Regions from separate parts of the Mus musculus genome. Here all the other regions are linked to region 3. A link is a contact called in public Hi-C, HiCAR-type and HiChIP or PLAC-seq data. All regions are on one chromosome and are shown on one strand. The core of a region is the stretch at or near the end of the contact, and the rest is flanking DNA. Distances in the headings are between cores, read along the strand shown.

Region 1 (2,700 bases), core at 130-2,629, 1.1 Mb after region 3:
GAAACTGCCACTCTCATTGAGCTACCTCAAATTACAGTGATTTTGCAGCTGGGGCTAGGCATGGACCACAAAATACATCCTTGGTGCACCATAAGCCCAATTTGAACCCTGGATTCTCAGTGGTAAAATGCAAATCCATTGTGTTGCTTACTCAATAAAATCAATAACCCGTTTCCATCCAAGTCACAATTTGTCATTTTCATAGTCAGTACATTCTGCTTACAACAGGGGAGGAGGGGCAGGAGGGAGAGGGAAGAAGAGGAGGAGCAGAAGGAAAAACAGACAAGAGGAGGAGGAACAAGAAAAAAAGGACTAAATAAGAAAGTGGAAGAGGAGGAAGGGGGAGGGGAAGGAGGGAAAAGGGGGGAAGGAGGGAGAAGGGGGAGGGGAAGGAGGGAGAAGGGGGAAGGAGGGAGAAGGGGGAGGGGAAGGAGGGAGAAGGGGGAGGGGAAGGAGGGAGAAGGGGAGGAGGATCTTCCCAAAGCTTAATTTCTTAAGTACTTGAAAAGCACCACTGTTTCTGTGACTATTTAACAATTGTCCCCTGACTTTAAAATATACAGAAAAGAAATTGTGAGATTCTATAGGATTCCCAAGGTCTGCTCTGCCGGGCTATCCACAGCTGAGCATCGATGAAACACCTTCCAATACTTATTCACATATCTCAATATTTTCATGAAGGAATAAGAAATGCTGTAGAAACTAGCAGACAAAGTCATGTTATCTACGTGTGGGTGGATATACACTGAAATGATCACAAATGTAGATCATTTATATGGAGGCTAACTTGTTTTGTTTAGGCCAGTTTAATAGCGAGAATATGCTCGAGCGTGATATTAAATTTCAATAACAGGGCATCTTTTTACTTGGGCACACATAGATTTCCCTCCTGTTTAAGCACGTTCACAATTAAAGAATAGTGATTTTCTTTAAAGGTAACAATCCAGTCACATGCCCAGCTTTAGAAAGGACAGACTGGACCCGGGAACGGAAAGTCAGGAGTAAAGGCGCGTCTTTGTTCAAAATGCCCCAGGCGGTTTAGGATGAGTTCGCAGTTCGCGTGCCACGCCACTCGAAGTGGCAATCCAGGGAACGGATCTGCGAAACGCAGCTCAGAGGATCCCATCCTTTTCCTCCAGAATTTCCCTTTTCCTGTCCTTACGTGCACCCTTTCTGGCCCAAGGCAGTGTGGGGCTCCTGGCCCGGGTTGTGTGCACGCTCCTTTTTCCGGGTCTCTGCGATCGCCCCCAGCTGGCCGGGCGCACGGGGCGCAGGAGGCGCAGGAGGCGCCGGATCTCCGTGGCTTTAGTTCGAGTTAATAAACAGTTAAGTTTGGAAGACTCGGCAGACACGTTGAGGGGGAGTTACCAAGTCCAGGCAGCAAAAACATCCCGCCGCCACATTCCTGGAGAGTCCTCAGAGCCAGCATCTGATTAGAACCATATCTCTACCGGGAGTGGCCGCGCGGCTATTTAAGTGGCGTTCTCCGCGTCCTCGGCGCTGCAGCCTTGAGGCTTCGGGCGCGGGGAAGTCATGCTGGCTCCACAGAAGCACTAGCTAGTCCGTGAGTAACTCTGCCATCCCCCTTCCCTTCGGTCCCTTCTTTCTTTCTTTCTTTCTTTCTTTCTTTCTTTCTTTCTTTCTTTCTTTCTTTCTCTTTTTTTCCTTTTTTTTCTTTTTTTTTCTTTTTTTTCTTTTTTTGCGACCTACTTCTCTCCTTTGCTGGCTCCTCTCTTCCCATCCCTGCCTTGGCTGCAGACCTTGGGCGCTGGGGAAATCTTACAAATGAGACAGTGTACTCCGGGGAGAGCAGCGGGTTTTGTGGCCTGACATCTGTGGAATGCTTCCAAGGAATGCATTTTACCTTTGGGGTCGGACTCAAGGCGCCCATCCTGTGACATTTAACGAGTCCCTGTGTGTGTGTGTGTGTGTGTGTGTGTGTGTGTGTGTGTGTGTGTGTGTGTTGTACACGAGCCCTAGTTTTTAGGGCTTAGGGGACATCCCAGGGAATGCGCGGTGTGGCTGCTGACCACCTAATAAACTCCTGAATGATGTTCAGTTTTACTGTGCGACAAAGGCTGGGGACATGGTCTGTGCCTCCGAGGAGCTATTTTCTGCTGACTGACAGCACAGGGCATTAAAAATGTGAACTTTGTCTTATACCAGCATTCCTAAGAAAAGTATCTGCCCAAGCCACGTAACAAACTTGTTTTAAATCGTGAAGCGTTTGAATGCTGTTTTTCTTGACTGTTGTAAATTATTTGGAAGGATTAAGAATTCAAGAAGAGGGACTAAACTGTGTTTAAAACCTTGGAGACCCTGCCAACGTAGCGGTTCTCTTTGCGGCATAGAGCTGGCTGTTATTTCTTCCTGCCTGCTCTCCTCCACTTAATCCTGAGTCTGGAATTCAGCTCTGTAGTCGGTTTCAGATGGGAGCTGTGTGAATCCGAAGGGAAATTTAACTGGATTAAAAACAGTTAAAAAATATGGATGTTATCTCCACCCGAGGCACCCCCTCCCACCCTTTCCTCTTTCTTCGCCTGTGTTTGGAAGAAAGGGAGCCACCCTGTAAACCGAGAAGAGCAAAAACGAGCAAGCTTCCAGGCACATGGAAAGCTTTAAAAATTATGGAGGGGCAACTTCATGAATAGTAAATGTTGCTGTTGCTCTATAAAGATGAAAAAATTTCTGGCCCTAATC
Region 2 (2,700 bases), core at 79-2,578, 1.3 Mb before region 3:
TTCCTTTCATTTCTTTCCATGAGTATGTTGATGTACCAGTTACTAATTTGTTCTTCAAAAATAAATGAGTGTCAAGTGGAGATTTTTTTCAAGCTGGAGAGATGGCTCAGAGGTTAAGAGCACTGGCTGCTCTTCCAGAGGTCCTGAGTTCTATTCCCAGCAACCACATGGTGGCTCACAACCATCTGTAATTTGGATCCAGTGCCCTCTTCTGGTGTGTCAGTGACAGTGTACTCACATATACATAAAATAAATAAATAAATAAATCTAAAAAAACAAAGTGGCGGTTTTTCTGATTTTATCACTAGATCAAATGAAAGCATGTGAACCTGTCATTTGAATTTCTCTCTATAGAGTATTAATCAGGTTCCGAGGACACCTGAGAGAAGCTTGGAGGTAACCTAAGCCTGTGGCTTTCATTTAGAGTGAATGTCAGTGGGATGTACTAATAACCCAACTGAGATAAAGGAATTGTCATCAACAATGTATAATCTATTTATTTATTTATTTATTTATTTATTTATTTATTTATTTTATCTTTCTCTGAAACTTTAAATTGCATGCATCCTCTTTGCAGCCTGACCTAACTTGAGGTACTTGTAACTTTACTGGTTTCAATTATGTGGCAGTTTTGTTGCTTTGGATATGTCAGAGTTGCTTGCTCTAGGCGACCCCCCCCCCCCCCTAACTGGAATACATTGACTAGGGATTAAAATGTGCAGAAGAAAGACACTGGAATGCCTTCCAAGCTAACCCACTTCCTTCATCAGATTTCCAGACATCCAAATAGGATGACTGACAACCTGTGGGTGATCTCGCTGGTCATTAGTGAGTGTTGTAGTGCGACCTTGGTTGGCAGGGGGATACCAAGAGTTACCATCAAGGCAATCCTGGCCACTTCACTTCCAGGCGAGCACACACCCGGAAGTGGCTGCCCTGCCGGCCCAGGCCCCCGGCCTGCGGCGGTCTCTGTGCGCGGCCTGCGGCCTCGGCTCACCGGCAGCCGCGTCAGCGCGCTCGTCTCCTCCGCCGCCTCCTTCCGGGAGGCCGTCGGCGTCGCCCGCTCCTTGGCCACCGAATACCAGAAGGTCCTCCAGCCGCTCAGGATGGCTGCCTCCAGGCGGCCCCAGTCGCTGGCGGGCGGCGGGGAGCCGGCTCCGCGGGGCTCGCTTCCAGCCATGGTCGCAGGCTCCGCGCGACACCGCGGGGCGCACGGGCTCCCCAGCCGCTCGGCCTCCGCCTCCGCCCCGCTGGTACGACCCGGGCTGGTCGGTTGGGCAGGGCTCCAGGCCGAGGTGGCCCGGAATGACTCACCCCGTTAGCCCAAACCCTCCCACACTACACATCCTCCGGGTCCCTCCCTGCCTCTGTGCGTCACCACAAGGACCTGGGAGCTAGGGCTTGTTGAACAGCCACCCTTTTTCTGAAATCTTGCTTCCCCTTAAGCGTTAGATATTAAGTAGGCTGTATGTGTGCTTCTGTGTTTTGGAATCAGCAATCTACCACTTGGAGTTGAGCAAAAACTGAGCCCGTGGAGGCTATCAGGAGCCTTATGTGTTATTAAAGATAACCTTGGCTGACTAGAACATCGTGCTGTGGAGAAACTATTGTAGATGGGAAGCCAAAACTGCCTCAAGCGTAGCTCTTTTAATATTAACTTCAATCTGGTTTTGGTCTAACCTCATGAGGTTGGGTGAAACTTGTAAGCTTTGCTTAAAATTTTATTTAACTACATGTATGTGGATATATGCATGAGCACTCAGGTTCCAGCAGAGGCCACAGGCATCACAAACCCTGGAACTGGAAACCACACCCTTGAGAGCCACCTACTCAGGCCCTCTGAAAGAACAGTACATTCTTATAACTGCTGAACCATCTCTCAAACACCTGCCCCCTTTACCGATTTTAAAGTAAATAATGTTGTAACATCTGAAAGCCAGGCAAGATGTAGCCAATTTTATCTAGGCTGTGTACATAATGCCCTCATCAGCGTAGGTGGTATATGTATTTGATGTATGGTCTTTGTTTTGTGGCTATAATAGTTCTTGCAACTGCTTCCACAACTTGGTGTGCCAACCTGAATCCAATCTCTGGCCATGGCCACTCACATTTTGCTTGCATTTACTTCCTCAAACTCCATTATTAGGTATTTTCTACCAAAATGGTGAGTTTAAGCCCACGACAAAAATGTACATACACTAAAAAATTGTTCAATCAATGATCTATCATAAAAGGTCAGAAGAAAATTTGATAGGAAAGAAAAGCCTGGATGTGGTACTATTAAAAGCCATTAGTGAATTTTTAATCTTCCAAAAGTGATGTCTATTCTAGTAACTTTAATCATAATCAAAAAGAAATTTAAGAAATGAGAGGTAGGCTATATAACAAAATATTATATAGCACTGGATATAGTTTTAGGAAAGACACAAATACCTATTTGGTAGCAGGTTATCAGTCTCTTTAAAGTAGATTACCTCACTTAATCTAATCCCCAAACCCATTCCACATCTAGACTTCATCACGGGAATACTTCGGATTTAGTAGTCACGTGTTAAATTCTTTAAAATCTTTTAGAATAATCTAGTAAGGATCACCACGTTATAACCTGAGGTGTAAACCTTGTTCTGGAGAACATGGAAGATGGGCGGAGCCCACATAATCTATCTCAAAATCACTGTCAACCTTTAACCACTTACTATT
Region 3 (2,700 bases), core at 105-2,604:
AGAAAAGTAGGATGAAGGTGCTATAGTCACACAGTGCCTGGTCTCCGGGCCACTGGCCCTTCATGTATGTGGCGATGGTCACCGGGCTTACCAACAAGGTGCCCAGAAGGTCAGTGACAGCCAGCCCACATACTAGAGTGTAAAAGGTCGTCTCTTTCTGCTCCTTGCGCGACTTGCACAATACTACGATGGCCACCAGGTTGCCCACCACCCCGAAGATGAACATCACTGCGGGAATGGTCACCGGGCTGTTCAGCCTCTCCGGAGTGGAGGAGAAGGACGCGTTGACTCCGGGGATGGACATGATGGTGGTGGTTAGTAACACACAGCGTTGGAGCTCACGGTTCGATCTAGGAATGGTACCTAGAGAGAAAGAGAAACGAGCCATTTACCACTTGCAAGGTGTTCGACCCATGGCCAAAATGCTGTGTCGCAGAGATAAGGAGAGCACCCAGATCCAACTTCCTCATCGGTAGCTACTCATTAACTGTGACTACTTAAATTCCCAAGGTCTGGATCCGTTCTGTCAAGAGCACCGCTCTGCTGACATTAATATATTTATTTCCCGCCTATCCCCACCCCCACCGCTCCATAATCAGCTCATTCCCTCGCCGAGATGAGCAAGACCCTTCTCAAGGGAAAAGTGACTCCCTAGTGATATTCCCCACAGAATGGATAAAATGCTCATCGAAAGAAGTTATGGACATTTTGGGACACTATGGGACATTCTGTTCTTTGGTTTCCCGGAAGAGCGCCTGAACACGCAAAGACCTCCATCCCGACTTACCTGTAGGGTGGGGTTAGGAGCCCGGTGTGCCCAAGGCTCAGGCCTCAGATGTTCAGGACCTACCTCCAACCTCAGCCATCAGTCTCTTCCCACGCAGTGCGGAACTTGTCAAGCTTTTGCTGTCTCGGAACCGGGGCTCGGTGGCTGCCAACTTTCCGGAACTGAGGTCAGAGTATCTTGCTTTCAAAAAAGCTTGGAAAGCCAGAGAGGCTAGCGGGATGGGTCGGTGAAGACCAGTCTGGGGTTTCTTGTTTGATTTACTAACGCCTCCTCCTTTCAAAGGCGAGTCTCAGCTTTGCAGGGCCCGCGCAGGTCTAGTGCGGGAGGTCAGCGTCCAGGTGTGTCGCCGCCACGCGTGCAGGTGGAACAGAGCGTAGGTCCGGGCTCCCTCCTCCCCAGCAGCGGGCTGAACGGACAGCTACCGGAGAAGGCGGCTGCCGCTGAGGCCGCTCCTTGGGCTCTGGGGGCGGCACGGGGTCCACTGGGCCTGGGGCTCTGACCTGAGGCCGTTCATCTTCCTCTCCCGCTGCCGGGTTTCGAGCTTCGCTCTCGGCGTCTCCAGCCTCTGAACAAACTTTTCTCCTCCCGCAAGTTTCCCCGGAGGGGGCGGAGACAGTCATAGCGCGGCCCGGGCTTCCATTGGCTGATCTGGAAAGGGGGCGGGGCGAGACCTCCTCTAGCACCGCCTAGGAGCCCGGTGATGGAGGGCGGGGCGGAGAGCTGCGGAGGTCTGGAGGGACCTGCGGGGGTGCCACCCGGCTGCGGGTGCAGCTTCAGTGCCTTCCCTCCCTCGAAGGTACCGAAACCCCCCAGATCGAGTCCCCAGGAAACGCCAGCTCGAGCTTCGCCACTCCCAAGCTGGGCATTTAGCGGGAATGATGCTGGGACCTGTGTCTGGTCTACATTGCTCTGCGGGTTAGAGTGGTTAAATTCTCGCATCTTCCACCCACAGATCAAACATGTGGGTCTTGAGATGTCGGGACAATTGCTTTAGGGCTCTACCCGGGAGCCACAGAGCGGAGAGGAAAAGTGGGTGTGTGGTTGTCCGTGGGTGTGTACGCCCGAGAGCTCCGGGTGGGACTTGGCAGAGGCACGGTGAGTAGGTACCAGGCTTGGGCGGGGAGGCGACTAAGAATCCATCCTCTCACCATAAAAGGAGTTACTTGGCAGTGCCCTAGCTGCGCTCAATAGGGCACCAAAGCGGAGGCGGGGAGGAAGGCGAGCAACACGGAACTGCAACTTCTCACTTAGATGGCAGAGTTTAGGGCTTTCTTTGGAGACCTGTGGCCCACAGGCACACCTGAGATTTAGTTGAGGGGGACTGTTTAACTGTAGAGAGAGAGCATTCTTCCTCAGGAAGGCTGAAACAAGTGCTTTCCTGTTCAGTTTCTGCTAGCCATCTTCACCTGCGGGATGAGAGGGGTTTGAAATTCAAGCAAATTAACGAATTTCCAGGCGTTGCCTCTTTGTTAACTCGGAAAAGGTCTATTTGCCTTTCCCTATTCTTTGGTTTATAGTTTGTTCGGCTTCTTCTTTGATGAGGAACAATCATTTCTTAATTATCAACTATTCTCCTAAAAAACAGAATTTAAGATCGGAAAACACCAGGGGGCAATTAAAACCCTGTCACCAGATCCTTTAAAAACTACACAATGAGACTGTAGTATGGTTTTCTGAACAATTCAACTTCTTACAAAAACCTCACTCCATGCTTAGCATCTAACCGGGTAACTAGGTGGCTTGAATCTTGTGTGAAACAAGTAGGTATGCCTCTACTGTTATTTATGGGGGCTGGAGAGATGGCTCGGCAGTTAAGAGCACTGACTGCTCTTCCAGAGGTCCTGAGTTCAATTCTCAGCAACCACATGGTGGCTCACAACCATCTGTAATAAGATCTGATGCCCTCTTCTGGT
Region 4 (2,700 bases), core at 134-2,633, 1.2 Mb after region 3:
GCGTGTCATATTACACATGAATTCTATGAGTAGAGATCTCTATTATAACTTACAAAGGACTTTTTCTTTAGTTTCAAATGCTGGGTAAAGTAAATCATTTGCCACATTTTGTATGTCAGTCCAGAACCCACTTTAAATATACTTTCTTATTGCCCACTACTAACTGCTAGGTACAGTGAGTACTCATAGATTTATGCCTGATAAATGGAGTTTTATTACTATTGTGAGTGGTGGTGCACACACACGCACACACACCGTGAAGCTCACATGGAGTTCAGAGGACACCTTGAAAGGGTCCGCTGTATCTTTCTACCATGTGGGTCCCAAGGTTGGGATTTGAGTCATGGGCATTGGTAGCAAGCACAATTACCCATTGACCCATCATGCCAACTTACATGAGCTATTTTTTAAGTAAGTTATTGTCTTTTGTTATGTGAAAGCATTATGCTGGTCTGTCTTGATACCTTACTCTTATTCATCTCCCTCACTTGATGTTTCTTGTCTCAAATTTTCTATAGCTTAAAACCCATCCCTCATGGGTAGGATCCCTACCTCAGCCCGAAGCTATGAGATCTTTGGTAAAGCACTTACTATATGACTTAGTTTCCTCACGTTGAAAACAGAAATAACGGTGCAAACCTCATGGCTATAAAGGTATCTAAATCTGTAAATCTCTCCAAGGGTTCTTGGCACATAGCAATGGGTTATTTTTAGAGCACAATTAGTGAAAGACTTAGCCAAGTCTAGGAACTTCATCAGTGGTTACATAAGAGGTTGATGATGAATAGTGACCACTTTCCTAACTCAGAAGGAGTGCGAAAACAACCAAGGTCTGTAAAACATGAAGACGGTGAAATATTATATTTACAGAAGAGATCCTTTTCAACCTGTTTTTCCTTGGCTCACTCTTGGTAATTGAAATGAATACTTGGTAAACCCAAATCAGGCTTTGTGGTTTTATTGTACTGCTCAAACCTGGATCTCTGTAGACACGTAAGACTTAGGATATAAACAAGGGTTGATGAAGTACACTCAGGTTCTAACCACCCCTTTCATCCCAGAAGCACTGGAAATTCTGGGTGAAGGTATCTGCCATCTTACTGCCATCACCTCCCAGCCCTGAGCTAATCCATCTCAATATTCTTTGGAGCTGTCTGTGTTCAGGACACTCTACTTCTTGGTGTTGCCAGTTTTTCTGTTTGCTTCGGTGAGCTCATGTTTCACAGTCTCCCTGAGTGGTTGGTGCCTTTCCTTCCTGTAAGCTAGGTGTTCGCTTCGTTACGATGACTACAAATGCAGTTTTTTGCTCATCTCTTTCTCTGACCTAGACAACTGTGACTCCCATTGTCTGCAGTTATCACACAGACAGCATACCTAACAGTGACACCCCTGTGTGGCTCTCAATTGCAGGATGGAAGAAGTATCTTTCCTTATCACCGAGCTTAAATCCTGACTGCATTTCCAGGACTCCCTTTAAAGGTCCGTTTCAAAGTTCACAGTCGTTGATCAATCACAGAGTTGTAATGCTATAACACTAGCTTTATATTCTCCATCTCCAACTGGCTTTGTCTAGGACTTTTGTCATCTAAAATACTACCAACTTAGAATTCTCATCTAAAGTACTACTGATAGTCTTACTAGCTTTCCAGCCTCTAGTTTTCTCAATTTGAGAGGTTTGGAAAGAAACTCAAAATACAATACGTATAGAAAGCTGGTAAAGGTGCCCTGAAAAGTTTCTTTGTACACATGGATAATAGAATGATGAACCATAAGTCATCCATGTGATGAAAAGCATCTCTCTGAGATAGTGAGATGGAAAGTCATCAGATTGACTTATAGCTCAGTGCAAATCTACACCAAACTCAGTCATTTCATTCTGCCACTTAGTTGGTAAAGTGTCTCACTATAGCCATCAAAGTTATAGCTACCTTCTTTGGCAGGAGTAGAAGGTCATTTTTATTTGAGTTCTGACTGCTTGTCCTCCTATTTTATTAAAATCCCCTGTCTTTCAGATGTCTGTCTGGGAAATAACTGCAGTAATGGTTTTGCTTGCCTCTCAGTTTGGGAGTTTGTTTGTTTGTTTTTTGTTTTGTTTTGTTTTTGTCTATCATAAACACTCCGTGCTGATTGATACAGTAATCCTCCATTTACTACAGAATTCTGAATAACTCACATCACAGAGTATATTAATTACTTGATCCTTGAAAGAATAATTAAATGCATACATGTGCATTACTACTTTTTAAAAGCTGACATGTTTAATGAAGGCAAGAAATTTTAATCAAATGGACATTCACAAAATGACAAATTGTCCTTATAGGTGACAGTGACATGCAAACAGAGGGTTGACGAACATTTCAATTAGTCTTTCTACTGGCAGCTTGAGTCCATTTAGAAAGTTTGATAGCCTATAAAGGTGATGTATACATTTTTGTTTCCTTGTTTTATATTGATATTTCCCAAGGAATAAATATGTAGATTTTCCCTATAAAAGTTGCTATAAGAATCATGATTTATAAGTTAACCTTCATGAGTTCCAATTTTGAATTAAAAGTAGGGTCAAATCATGAAGGAGTTCAGGCCATTTTGAGTAGGTTGGACTTAATTAATGCCAAAGATGAAGAAACCACAGAGTGTCATTTTAGATGTTTGAGTTTGATGAAGATGCACTACAAAGAAAGATGACCACAGCCTATGAGA
Region 5 (2,700 bases), core at 7-2,506, 1.2 Mb after region 3:
GTGAGACTTTAGAGCCCCATCACAATGTGTTTTCTCAGAGGTTACTTCAAAGACAGTGGCACAGGTATTTGCGGCCACTGGTCCTGAGGTCTGGCTTACAGGTTAATATTTCACATGTCCTGTCCTCCAGCTGATCACGCACAGAGAAGCACGGTCCCTGGCCAAGACAAAGTGCTGGGCACTCAAAGCAAAGATGCTTGAAGTGCTTTCTTAAGTCTCCTGTACCCAGCTTTACTCCATGGAGTTCTCTGTGAGAACTGTAACTGATATGTTAAAAAGTCCTTGGGATTGTGAACTTTTGAAAATACAGGTTAAAGGATGGGGATTTGGGAACAGCAAATGACAAGAGAAAACCACATTGGAAGGAGAAAAACAAATTCAGTTCTGACCTCAACAGCTTATCATGGTTATGTTCTGTGTTGTTCAGTGCATTTATTATTCCTAAAATAGAAGCACCTTTTATATGGTTTTCAGGATAAAGGTTTTAGGATCTTGGTATATGCCATGCCCCGATGTCCACAATGGGTTGATTCGAGGATCCTCTCCCTCCCCCACAGTTCTAAACATTCTTTGATGTTCAAAATCCTACATACATGGTTTGCTTCAAGCCATCTGCTATGTTTCTTTAATGTATTTCAAATCATCTATAGAGTATTAATAATACTCTCTTAATAATGCAAATGTTAGGCAAATAGTTTTATACTATTATATTTAGGGAAAAGTAATTTTTTAAAATATCTGTATATGTTCAGTACAGGTGATTTTCTTCTGGCTATTTTTGATCAGCTTTTTTTTTAATTCACAGATGTAGAGCATTTGAATAGGGATGGCTGACTATATTAGATGTTTATACCATATTACCCTAAACTTTGAAATAAGATTCTCTACTATGTGTGGAAAGGGGCTACTGTCAAGTCCTTAACTCAAAGTTATTCTAGCATCTTGAGACTGAGCAAATTCCTGATTGTTCTGTATAATTGGAGTAAGAGATAGGTTAGAGGTGCAGGTCAGAGGACCTGTAAAATTGTGTCATGATGTTGCTTCAGAACCTTCCAGACATTAAGGAGTACCACTGAGACACCAGTTCAAGTCCTTCTGATGGAAAGGAAAAGCAAACAATTTTAAGGTGTCAGTTAGGGTTTTTTTTTCCCCCTTATAAAGCCTAGACTAATTATTGTCCACTGTGCTAGCTTTTCCAGGTTGCAAAATGCTATGAGTCAGTTTAAGGACAAGACAAACTATAGCTGACTTTTTTATTCATGCAGACGACATAGTCATTCAAAGATGACTCATGCATCCTTCCGTTGTGCATCTCTCTGAGCTTCTCAGAAACCAGGAAAGATGTTGCAAGCTCCAAAATCATGGGACTCCAGTGCTGCAAGGGGGCCATTTTCACGTTACTTCAGGGAGCCCTGTCTGGAGTCCAAAAGCCTAACTTAGATGCCTTCACGCGAGTGGAGCTGATCTTACTGACTTGCCAAGCTTCCTTCTTACCGTTTTCTGTTTTACACAATGCCTTAAGGAGCCCGGGATAGAGACTAACTTTTGATTCTTCAGGTTTTTTTCCTGCAGATATGTGCTCTTATTTCCCTTTTCTATCTTCTAATGAAGGAAACATACTGTTCTAGAAAACTGGGAGGGGGGGAGACCCTCTACTTAGAGATGACCCTTGTATATATCTTGGGGAATGCATCTGTAATCCTTTTCTTTTACTGACCACTATGTGTAGTTCCTAGATAATTTCTTCCTTCTTTAAACATAAGAACCATAGAATCATACAGCAAATGAAAGACTATATAAATCCATTTTCTTTCAGAAGTCCATAACAAAGTTTTTCCTCCCTATTTTCTCTTCGGGTACTATAACTATCCCTACACAGTAAAGGGTATATGATCAAAGGAAGCCAAACACCTTTAGAACAATAACAATGTCATCAAAGCTGTGCCTTATCTAAGCGTGGTGGCACAAGCCACTCATCACTTGTGTAGCTGAACCTGGATGGTGACAGTTTCAAAGCCCACAGCAAGCTTGAAGCCAGCCTGAGAGACTTAGTGAAACTTTGACTCAAAAATACTACAGTAAAAAGGACAAGGGAGCAAAGACAGAGTATCAGCAGAGGACTTTCCTGGAGTGTGGAGGGTTAATCTTTGGTGTTTCCTCTACACAAAGAGTTGTCTTTGGTGTCTGAAGCACAGGAATTGTTTATAAAAACACATGGCCAAGTAATTCTACTCAGCTTCTGCCCTTTCTAATTTGACCCAGGAAGCCAACCCTTGATATGGACACTGGCCTTGAGTTATATCCTGGTATGACTTGTATGTTATGACTAAATCCACATGCCAAGCCACCAACTGCTCCCTCTTAGGTCTATCAGAGTGCTTTGTGGAACTTCTCAGATTTCTTTAAAATAGTAAAACGTTGGAGTCAAAATTGCAAAATTGAGTAAGCTAAATCTTTAAAAAACAATGTTACATAGGTAAGTCTTTCCTTGTCAGAAATAATATCCTGTTGGAGGATGTGGCAGTGGGCTTCTGAGATGGGCAATAAACTCTGATATCTGACAGTTTCTCAGCCTATAATCCTACCTAGTTTGGATCTCTCTTACTTTGGCTATCCACATGATCACTGTTGAAGTCAACATCATGCTAACCTGAGCAAGGCAGATTGGAAAGGATAACCCACAGGTACTGCAGGTGCCTC
Region 6 (2,700 bases), core at 6-2,505, 1.2 Mb before region 3:
ACAGGAGACATTTTTGAGTTAAGGGAGTACTGAGGTAGTTGCTTTTCTGTGCAGATTTTTAAATTCCTTATTCATTTGTTTTGGCGCACATACACAGGCATGCACTCGCTGCAGTGCATGTGAGGTCGGAGGAGGACTTGGCTGGAGTTGGTTCTTCCCTGCTACCATGTGGGTCCCAGGGATCAAACTGAGGTCACTAAGCTTGGAGGCAAGTGTCTTTACCATCTCCCCAGGCCAGTAGACAGGTTTTAATTAAACAGGACTGTTCATCCTTCATTGTATCGGCATACTTTTTAAGGAAGTTAAAGAGTCATTTACTGTTGTCATGGGTTTTGCATCACTTCAAATTTAAACTGTTCTTCCAGGACTCGATGGGCTTTTAATCCAATAAAAGGATTTCCCGGGCTTCCAAGTGGTCTTTTAAACTCGGCGGTGAGTGTAGAACGTCCTGAAGAAATGGTTCAGGCCGGTTGGGTGCCAGTCAAAAGATAAGGCTTGAGCCAGGCACAATTGCACATACTCTGGGATAGGCTGCCGCAATAGAAAAAAGTTGGAGGTCAGCCTGAGCCATATATAGAGTTTCAGTGGGACCTAAGAGAGCTAGAGATCCTTCCTCAAACAAAACAGCAAAAAACAAACTCCAAAACGAAAACCTCCAAAACGATGAAGTTAACCCACCACCGAATATTAGCTAAATTTAGTGCCGAGCATTTTTGTGTTCATTGTGTCCCTTGACTGGCTTTTCTCATACAAAACTGCAACAGGAAGAGCATTACAAGGTGAGGGGAATTATACAACATGGACAAGGACGAGGAGGAGAGGAGACAGACACTTCTGTGCTTATACCTGTTCTGTAATTTCTGGAATTGTTGGGACTCCGGTTCCAGGAAAATTCTGGAACACAGAGTAGGATGATGGGGAACAACAGCCCAGTTCTAATCTTGTCCCTCTGTCGGTTAAGCAGGTCATGTCTCATGAGGGTCAGTCAGCACGCTGCTGGGTTTCAGAGGAAACTAAGGGCAAAACCAGACTTGAAGAGAGTTGTGGGTGTTGGGGTTGAGAAATGTTGGAAAGGTGAGCTGTCTAGATCTGGAAGGAGATCTTTATCAGTGACCCTTTGTACCTGTACTCATTCCAGAGGGCGATTTGGAAAAGTAACACGTTCAGTAAGAGACCCTCCAGGCCCTTGGCAACCCGAAACCCTGGTTGATGCCAAGCCTTGCGCGAGGGGAAGGCAGGCTCTAGCGCCCCCTCCAGCCTGAGTGCAGCGCCCGCCGCTGCGGGTGTGCCCGCAGATGAGCTGGAGCCCAGCACCTCCGGCCCCGGCACAACCCGCGGGGCTCGTCCTAGCTGTGCAGCCTTTCCATTCCTAGCCGTGAGCCCCTCCCTGTCTCGCTTCTTGACAAGCCAGCAGGCAGCAAGGGGCGGCACCGCTCTGAGGTCCCGAGGACGTCACTGACGCGCGGTCGAGCCTCCAGCCCGCCCTACCGCTCGCCTTGCCTTCTCTCTTCTTAGCCGGTGACGCCGCCGCGGCCCCGGGCAACCAGCACTCGCACGCACTCCCGCGCGCGCCACCGTCTCCCGCACCCGGGGCCGAAGATGGCGGCTCTCAAACTCCTGTCCTCTGGGCTTCGGCTCGGCGCCTCAGCCCGCAGCTCGCGGGGCGCCCTGCATAAGGTAAATTGAAGGTGCAGGGGGGCAAGAGGAAGGCCACGCGCGGACGAGCTGCGAGCGGCGCGCGCGTTCTTTGCCCTGCCCATCTCCACCGCCTCTGGTCGGGGATCTGGCATCTGCAGCGCCGTGCCCGGGGGTTGGGGGTGGGGGCTTGGAGACGCTCGGGTTTCAGGGTAGCCCCGCCGCCGCTTGTCTGTCTGTCTGTCTGTCTGTCTGTCTTTGCTTCTCCATCCACTTCCCCGCTGTGCTTGCAGCGGTGGAGAAGCGGTCGAGGCTCTGTGTACCAAAGCCACGCAGCAACGCCTTAGAGACAGACTGTCGGCGTCCAGGGACTCGCGTCCCCATCTCCCGCCACTCCTACAGACTCCAGGCTCCAGGCCGACGCCCTTGGGAAGGGGGTCCCCGGGGCCGTCGCCCTAGGTAAGGGCCGGTTGGAGGAGAGGAGCGGAGAAGGGCGGCGCGCTGAGGCTTGCGCCCCACCTGAGGGAGCTGCTGGCGCCGGCTGAGGCCCAGAACCCCGGGCCGGGTTAACCGCTGCTGGCTCAAGTTCACCGCCAAGTGGGCGGATGCTGTGCGCTGCGGAGGCGGACTGCCGCTCCCCATCCTCCCCTTCCCTATATGGCGGTAGAAAGGGGAACCCGGACTGGAGCTCTTGTCACGGGGCGATTTAGCCTGCCAAGCGTTTGGAAGCAGAAGGAGGGCTGGCGGCGCTCCGCTGCAGTTTGCAAACGCCTCGGTCCTTTATTTTGAATTCCTCTCCGTCCCCTCCGGGTTAGAGACTTGCAATGTTCAAAGACCGTAAAAAAACAAAAATCAAAAACAAAAACAAAAAAACCCAAACACCTTGACCCACAGAATGGTATCCTGAGTCGCCCTCCTAGCAGACTAGCTGGTGGTGGATATTTTTGCTTATACATTGTAGAGGGTCTAGCCTCTAAGCACACATTCGGGTTGGATTTGAGTATGGGACCAAGGAACTGAGTGCTGGAGGAGGGTGGGGAGGAGGGTGGATTCACCTTGGAGTGT
Region 7 (2,700 bases), core at 105-2,604, 1.0 Mb after region 3:
GTTGTTCTCCACCTACTTTCTTTTATTACTATAATTATCTTTTTTTATGAGTACACCGTTGCTCTTCTGATACACCAGAAGAGGGCATTAGACCCCATTACAGATGGTTGTGAGCCATCATGTGGTTGCTGGGATTTGAACTCAGGACCTCTAGAAGAACAGTCGGTGCTCTTAACCGCTGAGCCATCTCTCCAGCCCCCTCCACCTACTTTTTAAGTTATGGCCTCTCACCGAACTCAATGATTTGCCTACAGTCAGCTTCATAGAGTCACCTGCCTCTGTCCCCAACCAATGGAATTACAGCATGGATGGCTTTTCATCTGGGTGCTGGGGATCCAAGTTTACATTGGTTGCTGTGCTTTCATGGGGCACTTTACCAACTGAGCCACTTCTGTAGCCTCCAGGCTGGTCTTTGAACTCATGATTCTACTGCCTGGACTCCGTGCGTGCTAGACTGACAGGACTACACTACTATGCTTGCTGCACTACTCCTCCCTTCCTTACCTATTGTCTCCATAGTGACAACTCTGTGTTTTTTTCCTTTGGAAATATTTTCATTTCCTCACAAAGTTTGACTTAAAGTTATCTTGACTCAGAGGTTGAGCTGTCCCCAGAAGATCCCCCTCTCTCACTGAACCTATTGCATGTGAACACCAGCCATGCCAAGCACTGCATCTGGATGATAAAGTGTTGGAGCTGAGATCAATACAGGAAAAGTATAAATCCCAGTATCTTCCTCTTCCTTGCTTTTCCTGCTTCCACCCTGAGCTTGGTGCTCAGAATCGCAAGAATCCTGGTAAAGACACAGGAAGGTCATCCACCCTAAACAGATGGCTGTTCGGAGCTGTTGATGAATGGTGAGGGTGCCCCCCAACCAGAGGCAAAGGACAAAGGCTTAGAAGGGGATTGGCTTGAGGCTCCTGCCCAAAGTGTCTGTCATCAATCTCTATTGTCTCGGTGATTCCAGCCAGGAATGGGGAATGTGTCTCCTTGTTGACACAAGACCCTGGTAGAACAAAGAAAGTTGATGACATAAACATATCCTTTTCCCAGCACTTGACTTGTGTGTGATTTAACCTTTAACTCTTGCTTGTTGATATAGGTGAGATGTCAAATATTTTCTCCTGGGATGTTGGCAACTGTTTAAAGTGTTTTCATCACCCCTTCACTAAGGCAAAACTAGGCTGGGGCTAACAGGGTCATTGTAATAGATCTGTTCCCCACCCTCGAGTCTCAAGCTCACTCAGCCACTTCCTCCCAACTGAAACAGGAAAGTGGTGACAAAGAACAGTCTGGTAGTCACTGTACATCTGCAATTACTCAGTCACTTCTGGCTTTTGAAGGAATGAATTTGTAGCAAGGGAGAGAGAACACTTGAGACCATGTGACCAACATGGAAGTAATCCTTTAAACTGCAGCATAAGCAAGAAGGCACACACAGCCTCTGAAGCTGCTCTCTGTTCCTGCTTGGTTTTTTAACCCTCTTCTCATTCCTTAGACTTGGGGGTAAAGAAAGCTTTTTACTGTTTCCAGATCAAACCTCTGCCTTGGAAGAACAAAACAGGCAGGTTCTGTCCACTCTGCCCTCAGGAAGTCCACCCCAACTGATTCCAAGGCTGAGCTAACCCCTCTTGTTTACCATCCGGACAAATATTTTAAATGGATATACTTTTGTTTAATGTTTAAGTCTCAGGTATAAAGTTCTTTCTAGTTTTGTATTAGTAAGACAAAGGTCCTTCTCCTGCCAAGAGGAAAGTAGAGGAGGAGGGGTGGGTAAAATTCTCAGGAGCACAAGTTTATAAATTGCTTTACTGAGTGGACATCCCTGTACCTTAGAAATCAGAATTTCTGATGAAAGAACGGACACTTAACCCTCTAGCAAATAATAATACATGTGCGATTTATAGCTAGAAAGAACAGCTTTGATAAAGTAAGCATCAATTGTTAGGTTTTTGATTTTTTTTAAGTCTGGAACTTGGACTCATATCTGGGAAAGGAAATGTCTGTTTCGTTAAAGAAAATGGGTTCTGCCAAATGCACCAAAATAACAGCAGGACGAGATGGGGTGGGATGGGCTGGAGGAAGGGCACTGTGTGACTCAGAGGAGCTTGGCGTCTATAATTAATATTTTAAGCTCATTACTTCACATTCAAAACAGAGTTATATGGTGGTCAGAGGGGGAAATACACCCAACCAAGCAGGATCTCTAAAACCATGCATATACATATAAATATTATTGCATAGCTTTAAAAAGGTACATATAAACTATATGAGTGTGTTTATATTCTTTTAAATGATGGTTGTCAAACCCAAGACACTTACAGGCCTATTTGTTTCTCTCTGTAGACACATCCATACACATACACACATACAAACACATACACACACACACACACACACACACACATACACACAAAGATGCAAACACACATGCACATAACACCAAGAGATGCACACACACCTACAAACACAGTTAAAAGTAAGATGTGTCTTTTATGTGTTTACCAGCTACAGATTTTTAAAATATTCATAGTATTATATAAAATTAACTCAGATCACTAATACTCAATGAGATATTCTCTCTCTCTAACACACACCTGTGTATACACACGCAGAGAGACAGACAGAGAGAGAGAGAGAGAGAGAGAGAGAGAGAGAGAGAGAGAGAGAGAGAGAGAGAGCTGCAGACTGTATTGTTAT

The links. A called contact is a pair of places that touch in the nucleus more often than the background predicts. HiCAR-type assays count read pairs that join an accessible place to other places. HiChIP or PLAC-seq counts read pairs in DNA pulled down with a chosen protein or histone mark.
Region 1: a HiCAR-type map of astrocytes shows a contact between it and region 3, with 6 times the contacts expected there. The contact joins the promoter of Dab2 here to the promoter of Ptger4 in region 3. A contact is called at or near these places in 6 of 39 promoter capture datasets (cranial neural crest, embryonic stem cells, hippocampal neurons and 2 more), 3 of 484 Hi-C or Micro-C datasets (embryonic stem cells and palatal mesenchyme), 8 of 115 datasets of contacts at active chromatin or transcription factors (astrocytes, bone marrow-derived macrophages, embryonic hindbrain and 2 more) and 1 of 9 other capture datasets (embryonic stem cells).
Region 2: a contact with region 3 is called in a Hi-C map of B cells, with 8 read pairs. The contact joins the promoter of Fbxo4 here to the promoter of Ptger4 in region 3. A contact is called at or near these places in 3 of 39 promoter capture datasets (hippocampal neurons, liver and pre-B cells), 2 of 484 Hi-C or Micro-C datasets (B cells and CD4 T cells), 4 of 115 datasets of contacts at active chromatin or transcription factors (astrocytes, microglia, pancreatic cancer cells and 1 more) and 1 of 9 other capture datasets (adipose tissue).
Region 4: an H3K27ac HiChIP or PLAC-seq map of extraembryonic endoderm stem cells shows a contact between it and region 3, with 11 times the contacts expected there. The contact joins the enhancer-like site here to the promoter of Ptger4 in region 3. A contact is called at or near these places in 8 of 39 promoter capture datasets (3T3-L1-derived adipocytes, embryonic stem cells, hippocampal neurons and 4 more), 6 of 115 datasets of contacts at active chromatin or transcription factors (astrocytes, bone marrow-derived macrophages, embryonic stem cells and 2 more) and 2 of 9 other capture datasets (embryonic stem cells and macrophages).
Region 5: an H3K27ac HiChIP or PLAC-seq map of the NIH/3T3 cell line shows a contact between it and region 3, with 5 times the contacts expected there. The contact joins the enhancer-like site here to the promoter of Ptger4 in region 3. A contact is called at or near these places in 8 of 39 promoter capture datasets (the 3T3-L1 cell line, embryonic stem cells, hippocampal neurons and 3 more), 1 of 484 Hi-C or Micro-C datasets (ventricular fibroblasts) and 5 of 115 datasets of contacts at active chromatin or transcription factors (the NIH/3T3 cell line, bone marrow-derived dendritic cells, embryonic hindbrain and 1 more).
Region 6: a contact with region 3 is called in a Hi-C map of B cells, with 8 read pairs. The contact joins the promoter of Oxct1 here to the promoter of Ptger4 in region 3. A contact is called at or near these places in 4 of 39 promoter capture datasets (hippocampal neurons, liver, pre-B cells and 1 more), 1 of 484 Hi-C or Micro-C datasets (B cells) and 1 of 9 other capture datasets (adipose tissue).
Region 7: a contact with region 3 is called in an H3K4me3 HiChIP or PLAC-seq map of bone marrow-derived macrophages, with 5 times the contacts expected there. The contact joins the enhancer-like site here to the promoter of Ptger4 in region 3. A contact is called at or near these places in 4 of 39 promoter capture datasets (embryonic stem cells, frontonasal cranial neural crest, hippocampal neurons and 1 more) and 11 of 115 datasets of contacts at active chromatin or transcription factors (bone marrow-derived macrophages, cardiomyocytes, embryonic basal ganglia and 5 more).

What each region holds. Positions count from the first base shown.
Region 1 is chr15:6,385,369-6,388,068 of GRCm38.p6, forward strand. Dab2 (disabled 2, mitogen-responsive phosphoprotein) reads left to right here and starts at 1,380. Exons shown (of 15, transcript NM_023118.5): 1 at 1,380-1,564.
Region 2 is chr15:3,978,245-3,980,944 of GRCm38.p6, forward strand. It overlaps Fbxo4 (F-box protein 4), which reads right to left and starts at 1,329. Exons shown (of 7, transcript NM_134099.2): 1 at 998-1,329. The coding sequence starts at 1,180.
Region 3 is chr15:5,242,833-5,245,532 of GRCm38.p6, forward strand. It overlaps Ptger4 (prostaglandin E receptor 4 (subtype EP4)), which reads right to left and starts at 1,355. Exons shown (of 3, transcript NM_008965.2): 1 at 851-1,355; 2 at 1-363. The coding sequence starts at 866.
Region 4 is chr15:6,469,883-6,472,582 of GRCm38.p6, forward strand. All of the region lies in intron 5 of C9 (complement component 9), which reads left to right. Among named protein-coding and RNA genes, the nearest start is that of C9, 26 kb to the left of the region's middle. Within about 2 kb of position 1,384, at least 4 of the 459 cell types and tissues checked have an H3K27ac peak or open chromatin away from gene starts, as enhancers often do. A contact at or near this core is called in extraembryonic endoderm stem cells, where this site is marked.
Region 5 is chr15:6,410,230-6,412,929 of GRCm38.p6, forward strand. All of the region lies in intron 1 of Dab2 (disabled 2, mitogen-responsive phosphoprotein), which reads left to right. Among named protein-coding and RNA genes, the nearest start is that of Dab2, 25 kb to the left of the region's middle. Within about 2 kb of position 1,257, at least 71 of the 459 cell types and tissues checked have an H3K27ac peak or open chromatin away from gene starts, as enhancers often do. A contact at or near this core is called in the NIH/3T3 cell line and bone marrow-derived dendritic cells, where this site is marked.
Region 6 is chr15:4,025,173-4,027,872 of GRCm38.p6, forward strand. It overlaps Oxct1 (3-oxoacid CoA transferase 1), which reads left to right and starts at 1,256. Exons shown (of 17, transcript NM_024188.6): 1 at 1,256-1,677. The coding sequence starts at 1,600. BC037032 (cDNA Sequence BC037032) reads right to left here and starts at 2,234. Exons shown (of 2, transcript NR_028266.1): 1 at 847-2,234.
Region 7 is chr15:6,259,172-6,261,871 of GRCm38.p6, forward strand. No RefSeq gene overlaps it. Among named protein-coding and RNA genes, the nearest start is that of Gm16311, 49 kb to the right of the region's middle. Within about 2 kb of position 1,355, at least 69 of the 459 cell types and tissues checked have an H3K27ac peak or open chromatin away from gene starts, as enhancers often do. A contact at or near this core is called in bone marrow-derived macrophages and extraembryonic endoderm stem cells, where this site is marked.